Regions from separate parts of the Oryctolagus cuniculus genome. Here region 2 is linked to region 1. A link is a contact called in public Micro-C data. All regions are on one chromosome and are shown on one strand. The core of a region is the stretch at or near the end of the contact, and the rest is flanking DNA. Distances in the headings are between cores, read along the strand shown. Region 1 holds the start of UBL3 (ubiquitin like 3). Region 2 holds the start of SLC7A1 (solute carrier family 7 member 1).

Region 1 (2,700 bases), core at 141-2,640:
CCTCGCGGTTCTCAGGTGGGCGCGCCAGGAAGAGAGCGAAAACTACAAGGACAATGCAGGAGCCCTCCTACTCAGAACAGAGGAAGGCTTCCCGAGGCCACCCAAGAGACAGAACCCCGTGGTTCCTTTGCATTTAAATAGCGCACTAAATGAGAAATCAAACACAAGCAAACGTCTCTGCACCAAGGTCGAAATATCCCGCTGAGGAGTCCTTTAATCTCTCCAATCTTAAACATCTGCAAAGGAGGTTTCCTCCCATAGAAGTATTTGACATTTTAAAATGCAGTCATCAGCAAAGTTCCTTTTTATTTTTTCGCAGGAATACACACTCAAATGCTAACTCCGGTGAGCACATCCGCATTAACTTCCATTCTCCATAAAGCGAGTTCTTCAACTTCCTATTAACTGCATTCTCTGAGTCCTTAGGGCTGCAAAGTGTCATTTCACACTCACACAAAGCGCCCGCCAGCACGGTAGAGCTACACCGTGACTGTCAACAGCCTCACAAGCCTAACCTTTAACAAACAAAAAGAAAAGCGTCAATAAACAAGAGAGTTCTCGAAGCGACCAAAGCTCAAGAGGCCGTTTCTGCAGCTTTCAAAGTCTACGGATGTAATAGCACTACGTATCTGGCACTGCAAATCCTGGGCTAGACACGAAAAGTACCGATAGGCGGTCAGCCGAGAGTTGGGTAGGAAAAAAAAAAAAAAAAAACTAAACATCTGAATGTTTCCGTCTCCACAGTCGCCCGCTCAGACGCTGCAAAAGGCTCGCAGCAAGTGCTGTGCAGAGCCCCGTTCCTGAAAAAATACCAAGCTTGCGCCCACTGCGAGAGTGACTGAGCGCGATTGTCCCCGGCCACCTCCGGCTCGAGGAGGGCCGGCCGCCCTCGGCTCTGCCCCCGGGCACTGACGTTTCCCGAAGCGCTAAAACACCAGCGTCCCCAGGCTTCTGGCAAAAACAGCCAGACGGCTCCTTCCCTGCCAGGCTGCCTGGCTACGTTTCTCTTACTTCTTTTTCCACGGTCCTCAGCGATTGAGAGAACACGCAACTGCATGAGAAAACCCATGTTCAAAGCAGTCCCTTTTCGAAAAAGAGAGAAATCGGAAGCTCCAACTTCTCCAAATCCGCCACCGCGGTGGCTTCTCGGCAGCCCCCGGCAACCCCTCGCCCCACGCCAGCGTCCCTGCCGATCAAACAAGATGGGAAGCCGCAATTAAATCAGAGTGTCACAACTTCACTTACCATATCCGCCGGGACATTACTGGACATCTTGCCGTTTGGTATGTACTCGGATGTTTACGCCAAAAAAAAAAAAAAAAAACACCCCCCCCCACACAATATAAACAAACAAAAAGACCAAAAGTCTTCGAGCTGCAGAAATAACCCTTCGCGATGTCAACTGGTCCGCGATGTGCTTTCCAAAAAAATAAAAACAAGAAGTTATTTCGGAGCCAACGTGCTGGCCCGGCCGAGGTTCCGTGCGAGGAGGAAACAATCCCCAGGAGCCGGGCGGCCGGAGCGGGGGGAAGCTCTCGGGACAGCGGCGGCCCCCGTTGTCGTCGTCGTCGTCAGCAGCAGCCCTAGGACCGGCCGCGCCAGGTGAACGGAGCCGAGTGACACACGGACATGGAGCGGGGTGGGAGGGGGTTAAATCCGCCTTCCTCCTTTCCCAGCCCCGGCAATGATTCACACTCGCTCCCGAGTCAAGTCCTCATTAAGCAGGAGAAAAATGCCCCGGCGTGGATGTACATAGATAGCTATGTAGCTACACATCGACGCGTGAGCCGTGAGTGGCAAGTGGCCGCGGACCCCGCCGCGCGGGGAAACGGCTCAACTCGCGCCGCCGGGGCGGAGAGCCGGGCCGCGGAGAGCCGAGCTCAAGGGCATTTAACTCGTGGCGAGCCAAAGCGCAAGCTCCGGGCCGAGAGGCAAGGCGCAGGGCGGCCAGGACACCGCACGGCCCCGCCGGGTTCAGGCCGCGAGCGCCTCCAGGCAGCGGCGGAGGTCCCGGCGCATCGTCTCCGGCTCCTCGGCGCTCCTCTTCTGCCTCCGCCTCCCCCGTCCCCGCCTTCTCCTCCCCTCCCCGGCCTCGCGAGCTCCGGCGTCGCCGACTTCGGCAGCTCCCCGGAAGAGGCCGGGTCCTCCCTCGCCTCAGCCCGGGAATGGTTTCCTCTCCGGGCTTTTTGTCTCTCCTCCTCCACTTTTCAGCCCCACACGCCGCGGCCACCTCCTGTCATCGCCTCTCAAACCAACATGGCGGCGCCGGCGGCGGCAGCGGCGGGGGCGGCTGCCCGAGCGCGAGTAGGGAACACCGGGAGAGCGCGGCCCCCCTCACAGCCGCCGCCCCCGCGCTCCCTCCCTCGCGGGCACCGAATGCGTCACTACGGAGACCACCCTCGAGCATCACGGGAAGTGTAGTCCACGCGGGGGTGGGGTGCAGGAGGGGGCCGCCGAACGCGTCCTCGGCGCACTTCGAAGCCACGCCCCCCATAGCAACAGTTACTAGGAAAGAAAAGCTCCCTTCCTGGCTACTGCCCAGGAGTTAGGGGATACCCTGCTTCAAGGAATGCTGTGATCCTGTGAATTGTTGGTTGTTGAGGCGAAATAATTCTGCAAGGAGACATTCCCTCATGCATGATATGCACACAGCGTTAAAAATACGGTCTACGGAATCATTCCTTTTCATTACAGGAAGCT
Region 2 (2,700 bases), core at 154-2,653, 220 kb before region 1:
ACTGAAAATACCAGGGCGAATACGTGCACCACAGTTTCCTATTATCTGACTGAAACATAAACGTTGAGATAAATCCCTAATAAATTATAACCCGAATTCAACATAGTGACGGCTCCCGGCTGCAGGCTGTCAGACACAGTCCCACCAGCCAGCTTTTAAGGGGCACATTCTGAAGGGGGTGGCGGGGGTACCCACCAGGGACGAAGATCGCAACCCCCCACCCCTACCCCACGCCCGAGACTCGGGTCTGGAACACAAGCCAGCACGTGACAGCACGGCCGTGGGTGTTGGGAAGTGTAGTCTGGTTCACATGTCTGGCTCGCCTACCCGCTCAAGACGCACGCAACTCCGATCTGGCTCCCACGCCTCCCCCCTACCCGGGGAACAGCGCGGCGAGCCGGCCAGCGGCGCGCGCGGGACGGCCGCCTTGACCTGCCCGTGCCCAGGAAGTTTTCTACTACGCAGAGAGGAACACGCGGAGAATAGGTTGTCCTAACGAAGCCGGAAGAACTTCCTCCTCCTGCGAACCATCTGGACGGCTTGGCCAGCCCAGAGTTTTAGGGCCAAGCCGGGTCACCAGGAAGCCCACCCAAAGGAGGACGTCCCCAAGAAACCCCTGGGGACCCAGACTACGGGTGCAGGCGGGCATTCTGGGGGTCTCATGGAATGGGCAGGCGCGCACCGCGACCACCGAGCAGGGCTGCCCAGCGCCGTTTCCCAGGCTAGCCAACGTACCTGCCGCGGGACCACCCTCCCGGGGCGCGGGCGGGGTCCCCGCGGCGGCCGATGACACATCCTCGGACCTCGTGGCGGGGCGGGGTGCTCCGCAACGCGCCATGTAAGGGAAGCTCTCCCGCGCTGCCAGCGGGCTCCGGACGCCTCCTGGACCAGCCCCCGTGCCCACCGCCGGCCCCTTGCCCACCCGGACCACCAGGTGCGTGGCCGGCGCGCGGGGTGGGCATCGCCGGCGCGCCCACGCTGACTCGGGCGGTGTTGCATCATACACCACGCCGTGCCTTTAGGGAACCGAAATGGACTCCGTGGAAGCCACGGCCGCATGGGCACCGCCCCGCGCGCACACCCCCGGGCCCGCCCTGCCCTCGCCCTCCCCGGAGGATGCCAGCGGCGCCCCGGAGCGGGGCTCTCGCCACTCCCGTGCCGCCGCCTGCCCGAGGCCCCACGCGGCCCCGCGGCCCCCTCCAACCCCCGCCAAGGTGACCCAGGTTGTGGAGCTGCCCCGGTGCCAGCGGGAGCGGGCACTCACCAAGCGGGCGGTGGGATGCGGGCAGGACAGCGGGCCGAAGGACGCACGCACGCTTGCACGCACCGACCCGGGGACCCTCGGCCGGAGAGGCGGTGCGGAGGCGCGGGAGCGACGTGGAGCTGCGGTGAGCGCGTGCCTGCCGGCCGCGTGCCGCGCCGCCCGGCTGCTGACTGGCCGCTCGCACCTGCCCGCGCTGACTGAATGGGGCGCCGAGGGCGGGCGGGATCCGGCGCCGGTTTCATCAGCCGCTCTCGCCGCCCGCCCCCCAGCCCGCCCGGCGGCCCTGCCCGTGCCTCGCGTCACAGCCGGGCACCAATGGCAGCGCGGCGCGGCGGCGGCCGCTGGCCCTGAGGCGGCGGCAGAGGCGGGCGCGCCCGTGTGGGCGGGGCGGCGGCGTCTTCGCGCGCGCTGCGGCGGGGACCCGGGGTTCCCCCGGCCGGCAGGCGGGCGGCGCCTCCGGACGCTCCCGCGGCTGCCTTGCGGGCCTGGCCGCCTGTCCGCCAATCGGAGCCCGCGGCGCGACAGCATCCTTGGGTTCCCTGCGGGCCCCGCCGCGCGCGGGCCGGGACTCAGGGCAGCAGGCCGGGCCGCGCCAGCCCTGGCTTAGCGAGCTGCAGTCAGCAGACGCCGCTGGTCTTCCTTATCCGAAATAAAAAGATCTGGGATGCACTATGAGGGTTTTAGAAAGTTAGTTACTGGGGCCGGCGCTGTGATGTAGCGGGTGAAGCCCCTGCCTGTGGTGCTGGCATCCCATATGGACGCGGGTTCGAGTCCCGGCTTCCCATCCAGCTCTCTGCTATGGCCTGGGAAAGCAGCAGATGGCCCAAGCGCTTGAGCCCCTGCACCCATGTGCAAGACCCAGAAGAAGCTCCTGGTTCCTGGCTTCAGCCTGGCTCAGTCCTAGCAGTTGTGGCCATTTGGGGAGTGAACCAGCGGATGGAAGCTTTATCTATCTATGTCTGTATGTCTGTCTGTCTCTCTTTCAAATAAGTATTTTTAAAAAATTTTTTTGAAGTTACTATAGATTTTCATTTCTCTCTCATGGTATTATTTTATTATCGTCCCCTTGCCCATGCTAGAACCTTATCTCCCTGCTGTCGGTGAAGGCCTAATCCACCTGTTGCCAGGCACCTGCACAGCAGGCTGGTGGGCTAATGGCCTCAGCTGCCTTCCCAGTCACTCTCCCAGTGTTGCCAAGAGCGGTGGTCCTGAATCCCACAGTGTTGGTGCCATGAGCTCCCGTGCAGTTGTCTGTCTTTGCTCCAGAAACCAAGAAACACAACCTGTGAAGATCCAGTAATCTGTGACATTGAGTAAGTGGTAGATGACCACCGCGCTCCCCCATATTTCTAAGGAAACAGAAAGGACAAGGGCGGATGGTATCTGCCTGCTTTAAAGCCTTTCCACACCTCCCACCCGCCCCAGCCACCACCAGC

What was found. A called contact is a pair of places that touch in the nucleus more often than the background predicts.
Region 2: a contact with region 1 is called in a Micro-C map of ear pinna, with 4 times the contacts expected there. The contact joins the promoter of SLC7A1 here to the promoter of UBL3 in region 1. A contact is called at or near these places in 2 of 6 Hi-C or Micro-C datasets (ear pinna and an unstated tissue).

What each region holds. Positions count from the first base shown.
Region 1 is chr9:84,755,693-84,758,392 of mOryCun1.1, reverse strand. UBL3 (ubiquitin like 3) reads right to left here and starts at 1,390. Exons shown (of 5, transcript XM_008273523.4): 1 at 1,246-1,390. The coding sequence starts at 1,272.
Region 2 is chr9:84,977,127-84,979,826 of mOryCun1.1, reverse strand. It overlaps SLC7A1 (solute carrier family 7 member 1), which reads right to left and starts at 1,403. Exons shown (of 13, transcript XM_070049065.1): 1 at 1,265-1,403.